Linked DNA regions of Macaca mulatta: region 1 is linked to region 2. Evidence: chromatin contacts called from public Hi-C data. All regions are on one chromosome and are shown on one strand. Each heading gives the region's core, a stretch centred on a gene start, on an enhancer-like site or on the middle of the called end of the contact. The rest is flanking DNA. Distances are from core to core; before and after follow the strand shown. Region 1 holds the start of GTF2E1 (general transcription factor IIE subunit 1). Region 2 holds the start of STXBP5L (syntaxin binding protein 5L).

Evidence for each region. A called contact is a pair of places that touch in the nucleus more often than the background predicts.
Region 1: a contact with region 2 is called in a Hi-C map of fetal cortex germinal zone, with 5 times the contacts expected there. The contact joins the promoter of GTF2E1 here to the promoter of STXBP5L in region 2. A contact is called at or near these places in 2 of 14 Hi-C or Micro-C datasets (fetal cortex germinal zone and fetal cortical plate).

Annotation. Positions count from the first base shown.
Region 1 is chr2:162,993,126-162,999,158 of T2T-MMU8v2.0, reverse strand. It overlaps GTF2E1 (general transcription factor IIE subunit 1), which reads left to right and starts at 2,352. Exons shown (of 5, transcript NM_001260889.1): 1 at 2,352-2,398. It overlaps RABL3 (RAB, member of RAS oncogene family like 3), which reads right to left and starts at 2,148. Exons shown (of 8, transcript NM_001194507.2): 1 at 2,073-2,148. The coding sequence starts at 2,118.
Region 2 is chr2:162,839,801-162,846,481 of T2T-MMU8v2.0, reverse strand. It overlaps STXBP5L (syntaxin binding protein 5L), which reads left to right and starts at 2,771. Exons shown (of 27, transcript XM_015129967.3): 1 at 2,771-2,924; 2 at 4,169-4,365. The coding sequence starts at 4,177.

The DNA of each region.
Region 1 (6,033 bases), core at 1,103-3,602, 150 kb before region 2:
CTAACTTTCTGTATTGTTTTTGGTTTAGAGAGGGTCTTGCCATGTTGCCCAGGCTGGTCTTGAACTAAGCTCAAGCAATCCACTCGACTCAAACTCCCCAAGTGCTGGGATTATAGGCAAGGGCCACCTTGTCTGGCTAAGTCATTTCTTTATATATTTGTGAAACCCTCAAAATTTTATGAGGGAAATGGTCTTTATTTAAAAATAAACTTTCAACAAAGGCAGAGGAAGTGTAAAAAGTGTATTCTAACCTGTCAGACTGTGTACTATTAAATGACAGTTAAAAGGAGACTGACAAAATTGCCTTTTAAAAAGATAAAAAGACAATAACTAACTTTGCACATAAAGGTTAACATTAGTGAATGTGTGACAACATCTGCACATAAAGGTTAACATTAGTGAATGTGTGACAATATCAATCACTTTCCTGGCCATCACAGCTGTGTCTTCTGCTTCACAACTAAACCATAAGGGTGGGGGGGTGGGGGTAGGGAAGCTTATCAATTGCCTGATTACTTTTCCACATTTAATGTAGCAGCTAATTCTACCCCTGTTATATGATGCATTAATTCCACAGTTATAACCCCAGAACCTAATACAGTGCCTGCTGGAAAGAAAATAAATTGACTAGTTGCAGCAGTTTGCAATATGAAGGGATTGTTACATACAACAGAAAATGGAATTATAGAGGACAGAAAACACTCACTTAACATATCGTGAAGAAGTCTGTTAGTTCTGGATTCTAAATTCTACTCAGTGATACTCTTGCTAAGTCCCTTTAGGCCACCATTACTTTCTTTATCTGTAAAACTGAGTGATTTTATTAAATTAACTTTGGCACCACTTCAAGCTACCTGATAGAAATGAAGTCGACATAAATTGTGATTATGTCCATTGAGTTTCAAAAGGCAACTTTCTTAGGGGAATATTAAATAATGCTCTCTGTAAAATATTTCGTAATGCAAATAATACTCAGGGCAATGTGAAAACAGTCTTAACCTATCTTTGCCGGCCACAATTTTATTTAGTTTCTGTTAAGCTAGTTTTCAAGCCTCTCCACCTCCAAGCATCTAGCACAATGTCTCTGCTCACAACACACGCTCTTAGGCCAACTCCAGAAGAGCACATCTATAAAATGCAAGTTCAGCATTTATTGAAGTTACTAAGGAGAGATGAACTGGGGATTATGGAAGAAAAGATAAGGGCAGTGAGGTGGGAGCTGGAAATCCAGAAGTCAGCTGTAGTTCTCAAATGTCCCAGGGGTCAAAATAATTTTTCTTTGCATCCATTGAGATAAAAAAAAATAATAATTTTAACACTAGGATTAAATTCGGCTCAGCGTTAAATCCTAGCTGCTTCAGAATAAAACTCTTACTTTAATTTCTCTATCGTACAGTCTAGGACATAATAGGTTTTCAATGAAGATCAAACGAGAACCAGGAAGTCAAGAAGCTCAGTTAAGAATAAAACAGGACCACCACCCAATACGTCACTGCGTATTTATAACTTAGCGTTTAAGTTTGTGGACTCTGCGTTCAAAAGGATTCTGCCACTCACATCTCTCTGCCTCACTACTCTCATCCGTAAAATGTGATCATAGGACTAATCTCAGAATTAAATGAGTTAATGTATGAGAAGCGCTTGCCAGTTCACGTTTGTCAGTGCACGTTTGACTTCCTTAATGAACAAAATCTCTTGAAGGCACGGTCCTACTAACTTCTGTACCCTTAACACAGAACTCCATACAATACTCAATGCCTGCCTTTTTTTTTTTTTTTTTTTCCAAATAAAATAACTGACAATACACTCCAGGCTGCAGTCTTCTGGGAGACTGATGTGGAAAGCCGCGAAGGAAAAAGACCCGGGCTCCGCGACCCCCACCCGCGCGACGCCGCCGCCGCCGCCGCGTCGTCACACGGAGCAAAGTCCCCTGGGAAGTGTAGTCTTCAGGACTTCGGAGGGACTTCAGCCACGGGCCGAAGAGCCAGGGAGTTGAGGGAAGGAAGGTAAGGGGAGGGTTACTGGGTAACTCAAAAGTGTCTGTAGCCCCAGAGGTGGGGTAAGACGCTCACCTGAGTCTCCCAACACCAGTACCTTCACCCGATCCAGGGACGCCATCTTGCCACTGCCTTCCTTGGGTTAACGCCTGTTCCGGGATTGTAAGCCAATCAGAGTTGGGCATGGAGGGCAGAGCTTTCAATTTCATTGGCCGCTCGGAGCGTGACTGTCTGAATCGAAGGCTTCACTGAGCTGATTGGCTGGTCTGGTAGCGGGGTGTTTCCCCAGATGGTCGCAGGAATAGTGCGTTTTCTTTGTCGCGTAAGAGGCGTGGCTCATTTAAGCCGGTAGTTGAAGAGCTGAGGGCAGCTGTAGTGGGAGTGTTCCAGGATTCGCTTTGGTAAACCTTGTTCCCTGTTCCTTGTTCGGAGTTCCCTGGCCGGGCATTGCATTTCATGATTTCTTCTTCCTTTCGCTCCCTCTTAACTGTCCTCCCCTATTGAATTACCCTCTTGCCTTGGTCCTCTTGGTTCTCCAAAGAACCATTGACCCCGGAACGGCCCGTGTGGGACCTCGGGTAGGGCGGGCTTGGGTGCGCCGAGTGTGGCCCTAGACCCAACTGGGAGAGTCCGAGGGAGTTTGGGGTCTCGGGGTCTCGCAGTGGGGAGGAGTGCATATCACCGAACGCGTCTCGTGAAGGGCAGCTGGGTCCGGAGGTTTCGCGGTAGTTTGCCGCTATGTGTTCAGTGAAGGCGTGGAAAGTGCCATGAAATGTGGTACCAGAACACCGCAGTTAGATGTGTAGAATCCCAGGTTGTTCTAGAACTGGCGTAGTGGTGTACTGAAGTAATCTAACTGGACTCTTCGCATCCAGCTTTTTTCTCCATTCTGCAGTCAGCGCACACTTTTAACATCGTGAATTTGATCCACTCACCTCCAGCTTAAAACTGTTTTAAATTTAAGAAGAGAGTGCCCAATAGCCTGTCCAATTCTACCGTGGAAGCAAGAGTGGAGGAAGTGAAGCGGGGGGAAGCTGGCAAAATGAGCCATGTTGGAACAACACGTGTCTAGGACACATAAGGAAAGTTTTATGGAAGTACTTGTCTGGCTGTGCTAGATACTGGAAATTAATTGGTGAACAAAATGAAGTCTGGTCTTAGAGATAGACATGGAGAAAGTACAAGAAGGGAGAAAGAGCCATGGAACATGTGAGAGGGGATGATTGTACGCTACCTAATGGGGAGTCTGGGAAGGCCTCTATGAGGAAACGTCATTTGAGACTTGAAGGATGATTAGGAGAAGGGGGTTGGCTTAGTTGTAGGGGCAGAAGGAACAGCTTGTGCAAAGCTGTGGTAAGCACGGAAAGCACATGTGGCTTATGGAATTGAGAATATGCTAGTGTGGCTGGATATGAGGCTGACAGAGTAGACAGAGGGCAGAGGGTGCATTCTTTTCAACTTTGTTTCTCTAGCTCCGTGTCTGGTGCACAATAGTCCTTAAATGTTTATATGATTAAAATACACGTGTCTGGACTGGGGTAGGGAGGTGAGGCTGGGATATGACTCATGGACTATGAAGATCAAAGGAAGAAACAAAAGGTCCTAGGAGGTACCACACTCAGAAGTCTCCAGAGACCAGCCATACTCCTTCCCTAATAATGCCAGCTGCTATTCGTCTTCAGCTTATTGTTTCCATGTGGGACCATGGGCTCACTTTTTCCTCAGATATTTCCAATTTTTCAGGAGGAGCTGGAAGTTGAAATTTATGTGAACTCTTACAATTTTTAAATGTTGACAACTAATTCAGAAAATTTTTGAAACATTTCTTTGGGTGAAACAATGCGTTGGGGGGCTGCCAGTTTGAGAATTCTTACCTAAGACCTCTAGAGATTGAGTAAGGAGATTCAGTGTGAGTGGGAAGTGGTGGAGGAGAGAAGTTAGTGGTCAGGAAGGAGGATTTTAGAATGCACAGATTTTGAACAAGGTGGCACAGCTTCATTTCATTCCTAAGCTCTAGTTTCATTTGTTCAGCTACCTGCTGGGCATATTCAGAGGAATATCCTATGGTATTTCCTCAGAGACACTTCTAAAAATGATTTCCTCATTTCTTCCATATCTGCTCCTCTTCAAGTGTCACCTATTTCTCATGGCAGTACTTTTCCTAGCTACACTGGCTCAAAACAGAGCTATTTAAGATTTTTCCTACTCTCATATTCTGTATCCAATATATTTTGTTGGGTCCTTGTTATTTTTTTTTCTGTAATAACTTTCATTCATTCTGTTCTCTTCTTGCAATTTTTTGCCTTCTTCCGTAGTTTGATTTTATACACCCAATACTTCCACATTGCCTCCACCTTCACCCATTTGAGTCCATTCTTCATATTGGTATAAGAGTCGTTTTTCTAAATAGGGGATTTATTATGAATGCCAGTACTGAATTGAACTCTTATGCCAGCCCTGAAAGCAGAACACTTTGCATTAATTATCTCACTGAGTTCATACATTAACTGTGTGAGCAGGGGACCGTTAATCACTTTTTTTTTTTTTTTGAGGGTCATGTCCTGTCACCTAGGCTAGAGTGCAGTGGCTCAATCATGGCTCATTGCAGCCTTGACCTCCTGGCTCAGTTGATCCACCTCAGCTGGTACTACAGGTGCACGGCACCATACCTGGCTAAGTTTTAAAATTTTTATAGAGGTGGGGTCTTACTGTGTTTCCTAGGCTGGTCTTCAACTTCTGGACTCTAGCAGTCCCCCCATCTCGGCCTCCCAAGGTGTTACAATTACAGGTATTAGCCACTGCACCTGGCCTAATCACTTTTTATATATAAAGAAACTGAGTCTGAGAATTTTCTGGGGTCAGGGGGGCTAAGAAATACTGGAACTGGGATTTAAACCCCAAAACTGTTGGATTGTAAAGTCTTCACATCACTCCCTGACTTTAGTCTTCACAGCTCCCTAGGGTGTTTTAGGCAAAGGAAACAGGCTGAGCGATTAGTGGCACAGGGACCTCTCCATGCAGGATGAGCATTGGCAGGATATATAGTAGGTACTTTTGCTGTATAGTAGAGCCACCTAAAGAGCTTTAAAAATTTGTGTGATGCCAAATCTGGCCGCCCCGAACCACCTGAGACAAAACCTTTAGGAATGGGGCCCATGGTCAGTATTCTTAAAACGTTCCCTAGATGATTCTGCTTTAAAACCAGGCTTGAGAACTATTAGTCTGGGACATGGCATGTATGGAGCAGGGAAGGAGAATACAATAGTAGGAAATAATCCTGGAAACAGGTTATGTTGACATTTTTTTGCTGTTCTTTGTTGAATGTTTCAGAAGCCATATGTTGTGTTCTGACAACTGTTGAGGATGTAAAACAACAAAAAACCAAAACTGGGTTCAAGTACAATGTACAGACCAAACTGAGAAGGAGAGCAAAGTGTGTCCAGTAGTATGGCTGTGGTACTACTTTGGTGTCTAGCCCAGGCACTTGCCGGGCATCCTTAAGCCCTGGGGTAGCGGAAAGGCTCTAGGTTCACAGATTTGGATCTAGGTGCTACTTTGTTATATCTTATAATATATAGTCATACCTGAGTATTTATAACCTAAAGTGCGTGTTTTCTTTTGACTGCCTTTTCCTTTATTACACGAAGGGCCTTATATTTTCCCCCCAAAATATGTGCATAGATTGGTTATAGATTGGTGTGTAGAGTTTCCTTATAGTATGATACTATGGATATCAAAACATTTCTTATTAAAAGAGTATTAAATCTGTTGTGGTTGATAACCATTGATTTCAAATAAAAAGGTCAGTTGAAACTAGTATTAATAGAATATGATTCTCCATGAAATATTTCAGTGGGATGTCTGTTAAAAATTATCCTGTGGAGCCTGGCCAAGATGGTGAAACCCTGTCTCTACTAAAAATTCAAAAATTAGACAGGTGTGGTGGTACACGCCTATAGTCCCAACAACTCAGGAGGCTGAGGCAGGAGGATCGCTTGAACCCGTGAGGCAGAAGTTGCAGTGAGCTGAGCTCGCG
Region 2 (6,681 bases), core at 1,522-4,021:
TAAGTCCAAAATCACAAACACTTAAAGTGAGTTGTGACGTATTTTCAACATACATCCTAAAAATCCTTCCGATGTACTAGATTTATTTAAATGCTTTGATGATTTTGCTCCATGGATCAAGCTGAAAGTATTTTTCTTCTTGCAGTTCTTCATACTTGTCATTTTAGGAAGAAGTCAAGCCTTATTCAGAAGCTGTACCTCAATCATTCCTCTCCACAAAGTATTCTTCCAGTTTGCAACTATCATTACCCGATCCAACTCTAAAGTTTCTTACATTATTTATAAAATATATGCTGTGGTCTGGTCTCATTGCTGTTAACAGATGGTTTATAAGATAACTTCTTATTGCTTTTTAATTAATCGAGGATGAAATCTACTTGCATAGGTATTTCATTATGCTTCTCTCACCTAGTAAGATTTTTAGGCCATTGTTTCTGCTGTCTCCTTACACAATGTACTCTGCCTCTTGCTTAATTCTATCCTTTGCTCACAGTTTGTGAATTGGCATCACAATATCTTCTGTCCACAGGCTCTCTGAGACTGCAATTATGTTATGATTTTTACTTGCTGCCATTCATTTAAATTAATGTTAACTGGGCACTTATTATGTAGACGGCATTATGCTATTCACTGTGGAGGAACACAGATATTTGAAATAGTACCAAATAGTCCACAGTCTAAGCATCCTAATGATCATATTTTTTTAGGCTTCCAATATTTATTTGGAAAAGTTAATATGTTTTGACTTGGCTTTTCTCCCACTTCCTATACCTATTTGTTGTCCCATCTGAAGAGACGTCTACTTTGTCACCTCTTTTTTAACTCAGGCAGTCTATTGAATTCTCTCCAGGGTCCTCAAGAAGGATCTCTGTCAATCTTTTGTGTACTTTTTTTCCTCAGCTCTCCCCCAATTTTTAGAATAAAAACCATTATTTAATTTGCGATAATAAGGTGCTAGTGATGATCAGTTTAAGAGGTTTTGTTGGCAAACATTACATCTCACTTTGCTGAACTGGGGCTCTTCTTCTTCTTCACTCCCATCAAAATATCAAACCATTACTTGCTATAGGCTTGTTTTCATTTATTAGAAAAACGAAAACTCAGCCACTTTATTATAACCTTCCTTGCCTCTGTTTTTAAAAAGAAAAGCCAGACATAAAACAAGGAAAGCAAACGCTTTAGCCTTAACTGGCATCCATACTTTGAGGTGGGCAATGGGCCAGGAAGAAGAGAAGAAAAAATGGTGGAAAAGAGTAAAAAGAAACCTGTTGTTAGGGACCCAATATACAATTTGGAACCCTACCAAGATCTAGTTTGTGTCAGACATAGCACTTGTTTCCACCATTATTTTTACCCCTTTCAAACATTGTGCAATTGGGTACCAACTCATATATCTTTAACTGATAAAAAATATTAATAAAACAACTCTTCAAAACCCTTTAAATGCCTATTTTAAGTGAAATATTGTGCCTGGTGCTAAATAATCTAGGGAAATATACAATTCCATGCTTGCCTTCAAGAAGGTTACTGTCTAGCTGTGGCAATGAGAGACTACCAGCAGTGTAGGGAGTCCCAAAAGGAGTGAAATAGTTATTCAGGACAGAAAGATTCAATAATGAGCTGAGGATCTGCAAAACTGAGCTCTATTTCATCTTTACCATTTCCTTCCTATGTCCTTGGACAAGTCATCATCCTTCAAGTCTCCTGCTTCCTCTTTCCCACTCTCTTCCTTGAAATGATCACTAATGAGTTCTGTTGTGATGCCCAAATTGAAGTCTCACTTAGCTGTGGCCCGCTGAACTGCCCTTCATTTTGCAAAGACATCGGGGTCCAAATTTTCCCCAATTCAATAGCAGGTGAGGGCTCAGAGCCAAGTCTATCCTGATACAGTTTTTTTTTTTTTTTTTTCTGCACTGAATAATCCATCTTTCAAAATGATTATTGTGACTCACAGAGATAGCTTAAATATATTCTTGATACGGTTTACAGAGTGAAAAATATTTCTTTAAAGAAATTAAATAGATATCTTTGCATATGTGAGGATGATGGGGAAGGAGTAATTCTACTTACTAGAGAGCAAGGTGAGCAATCAATTCCTTAGGCTCTAGAAGGCTATATATTCTGAAACCATTGAAATACAATTCTGTCTGGCAGATACGAACTATTAAGCCATTATTAGGTAACGGCAGGGGTTAATCACAGATACAAGTTGAGTGCAGGTGGCAGGAGAGTTACAGGAGTCAGATAGATGCTCCTGAAGAGCGGGAAGAGGCTCGTAGAAATGAAAAGGTGCAAAACACTCGCCCAGTTCACCATACTGTCCAGAGCCATACCTAAGGTAAGCAACCTTCCCCGCAGCCTCAGACTCCAGGCGCCCAAATTCGCACGCTTGCAGGCATTCTATTGATTCACACTTGCGTCCTTCAACAGGGAGCGCCAATTACATCCCCCAGAGCACGACCCCCAGCATACTGGCCAATACCGCTGTCAATCAAATACCTCACCTACTTCTGTAAATTCTCCCCTCCCGCTGTCATTGGCTTTACCTTCGGCCTATCCACAGTTATCTTCCGCCCTGGAGACCGCGGAACTTACCCTATCGAATCTAGGATTGGCGCCGAAGCTACTCCCGCCCTTCGACGTACCGGGCACTCCGCCCCCTTCACCGCCCAGCTTTGCCAGGGAAGAAGCAGGGCGGGGCGAACTAGAGGCCGGCCCGGGGGCGGGGTCTGCCTCCCACGGCGGGAGGGCGGAGCCTGCGCTGGAGCCTGACTGCTCGGTTAGGACCTCGGAGAGCGCCAGGCGCCGCGACCACAGGGACCAGAGAAGCGGCTGGAGCCGGGCCGGACCCACGCCTTCGAGCCCTCCTCCCTCGGCCCCCTCAGCTTCCCGGGCTGGCAGGCGGCGAGTGGCGTCTGAGGAAGGTGCCTAAGTCCTGGGTCAGATAGTCATCCCTCTGGGACGCCGCCGCCGCTGCCGCCGTCCAGCCGTGGCTCCCTTTGCACCTGTGTGTGTCTGTGAGTGTGTGTGTATGTGTGTGTTTGAGAGAGAGAGAGACAGAGAGACACCGAGCGCACCAGCGCGCGAATGCCCGTGTTGAGGGTGTTTGTGTGTGTTCTGGCTGGGCGCGCGAATGCCTTGGTGTGAGGTGTTTGTGTGTTCGCGCGCCCGCGGGCGAGAGCCCCGCGCCTCAGCGCTTGGCCTGAGGGAGGGACAGCGGGAGCGGCGGCTCTGCGCGCCCAGAAGACTGACGCGGGACTCGGGCCGCAGCCGTCGCCGCCACCGCTTCACGTCCCCCGAGGGCGGCCGCCGCGCAGCGGAGAGAGCGGACGGCGGGAGGGCGAACAGGCGCGAGAGCGCGGCGGCGGCGGCTGCGGGCTGAGGTGGAGGGAGGGGAGCAGGAGATGGGGAGAGGGTGGAAAGAGGACGCGGGGAGGGAGATGATGGGGAGGTGAGGGGGAGGCGGAGGGACAAGTGGAAGCAGACGGTGTCGCCGTTCTCCCCTCCCCCCCGGCAGCTGTTGCTGTGGGTCACTCGCAGATGTTTTGGGGTCCGGGCTGCTAGGGGATGGGGACTAGAAAAAGTATCCCTCCCCCCCGCTGCCTTTCATAGTGACAAAAAAGGAAGCGTTGAAGCTGATGGGGGAAGAGCCCGGAAGGTGGTGGCAGAGTAAATACCGGCTCCCCCAACATCGTTTTTCTGAAAATAAAATATTCTGAGCTGAACGTTTCGAAGAAGGAAAGCCCGCCCTTAAGAGAGAGACGGAGTCTTGTTCTGTTGAACTCTGGTTTGATTGTATAATAATGATGATATAATGCTAATGACGATGATGACACTGCCTTTTATTTTTACCCCAGTGCTGATAAAGCGTAGTTACAGCTGGGGATACAGTCCTTGAATATCTGATGTATGAGGAGGGAATACTGTTGCTTTTGGAGTTGTGTTATATTTATCTTTTTTTTTTTTTTTTTTAAAGGATATGCTTTTTGGAATTAAAATTTGGCAAACGAAGCCTGACTCTTTTCCAGTCGGTTATAACCAATGCTCGTAAAATGGGAACTGACTTGACTAGTGAAAAGAGAAAGGTCTTGACTAGTGAAAAAACCAAGGTCTAATTGCATGTGTTAAGTCACCCCTTTCCCTTTTTTTCCTTTGAATTTCTCAACAGTGTTTAAAATGAAGAAGTTTAATTTCCGAAAAGTTTTGGATGGCTTAACTGCCTCCTCCCCTGGCAGTGGTAGCAGCAGTGGCAGTAACAGTGGTGGTGGGGCTGGAAGTGGTTCCGTACCTCCCGCGGGGACTGCAGGGGTTCTCAGAGAGGAAATTCAGGAAACCTTGACTTCAGAGTATTTCCAGATTTGCAAGGTAAGCTTTGAATTGGCTTAAAGCCTATTATTTCTTTATTATACTGTTGTGAGGAAACAAGGAGGGAAAAACACACCAGGAACAGGAAACTGTTGAGATGTCAGCATCAGAGTCTGCTGCAGAAAGCTCTGTGGGTAAATCAGTTTGGCTGAATAGATATTTTAGGCGTCAACTTAAAAAGCGATAATAGTTTAAGGGGGAAATGAGCACACACAAAAAGTAGAATTTGCAAGATAATGTTAAGATCCAATAGTGGACGGAATTTTTAATATTTTTGTATTATATTAACTGAAGAAAGAAATAGTCATTTTTTTGTGTGTTGTCAGAGAAAATAATTGTTATTTCACTGTTCAGTATGAAATGAATAAAGCTACTAGCATGTTGCTAGGATTAAATAGATAATAGAAAAATATGTCCATTTTAAAGGGGCCAGTGACTTTGCTTTAAAATTCTGAATAAAATCACCTCCACATTCTTAAACTCTTCATAAATACACAAACGGACAAATGCACAGGCTTATAAGAACTTGTTATAGTTGTAAGAACTCAAAAATAGCCAGTGTTCTAGTTTAGTGAAAAAACATTTTATGTAATTATACTTCAATATTGAATTCTAGTGAATATGCAAAAGAAAGAGTTTCTGATAGGTAGAGAAGATGAGAATTTATAAAACAAGCATTAGGTTAATGCATAGAGATATCGTTATTGCTATATTTGTTTTATTTTATGATATAAAGTGATTTATAATTTTATTGCCACTTTTTGAGTTGTCTTGGAATGTGCCTATTATATGCAACAAAAGCTACTAAGTTATTTATGTCATATAAATGAATATAATTTTGTAAATGTGTTTGGCTACATAAGAAGAAATAGAAAACTTGCAAAATTACAGAAATTAACAACTTTTAAAATACTGTCACAAAAGAAAAGTTTTTTGAAATTATTAAAATTATTTTTGTGGTAAACAAGTGATACATGTATAATGAGATATATTTCAATCACTGCCTCAGCCTATATTCCTGACAGGGTCATTATGAAAACATTAAATAGTTTTAGTATTTAATAATAAACTAATTAATAAACTAATAACTATAGTTATTAGTTTTCATAAAAACAAGTTTATTTAGAGTTAAGTTAGATAGACAGATTTAATTCTAAGCTACTTTGTGAAATTTGTGAACAGTAATGATTTTTTTCCTCAATAGGAAATAACAGATATTCTGTTAGATGAAGGAAGGTCTTAATAGTGGTTATGAGACAAATGTAAAAGAGTCCTGGAGTTCAAATTTGAACTGTTAGGCAGGGGAATTATGCCCTGATTCTTTAATCTTCGAAGTGTTTGCAATTTTCACGATCAGATTCTGAAAATACTTTCCAAATTCTCTCAATTCATGTATATGACAGTGATACAGGAGAATTTTACCAGAGGTAAAATTAGTATAGGAAAGGTAGACTTCTGAAACAGAATGGCATTGGGCTGTTGAGGTCATAAAGCTTGTAGAGAAGGTTTTAAATAAAAAACTTAAGGAAAATGGGTGAATGCAAGAGAGAATGGAATACATAGTTATCTTCCCATTTACTCAGGTAATAGATAGTCATAGGAAGTGGCAGAAGTTAAAAACATATGGCATAATAGGAAGAGCATTGGCCTAGGAATCAGAAAATTTTTGTTTTATTTAAAGTTCCGCTAGTTGATAGCCATATAATCTTGGGTAAGCCATTTATCTCCCTTGAACCTTCGTTTCTGCATCTGTAGTATGGGAATAAGTATATCTGCTCTCCTTAACTAACAGAGGGTGATTGGGAGGATCAGACAGAACAAGGTGAAGGTAATGCGTAAATGGAAAGGATGATAAAATATATATTAATATTATTGTTAAAGTTTCTAAAATCTCGTGTTCATAGTAGAATGAATATAACTAGTGGGTTACAATAATATTAGCTTATGATTTTCAAATAAATTGTAAGATAGATAGCTATATAAGTTGTCCACTAACAGTATTGAAGTCTTATTAAATGTGTAAAATACTGTGGCATCTTTAGATAGGAATATAGTTATTTATTTATTTATTTTTTTGAGGCACAGTCTTGCTCTGTTGCCCAGGCTGGAGTACAGTGGCGCAATCTTGGCTCACTGCAAGCTCCGCCTCCCAGGTTCACACCATTCTTCTGCTTCAGCCTCCCGAGTAGCTGGGACTGCAGGCGCCCGCCACCACCCCCAGCTAATTTTTTGTATCTTTAGTAGAGACGGGGTTTCACCATGTTAGCCAGGATGGTCTCGATCTCCTGACCTCGTGATCCGCCTGCCTCGGCCTCC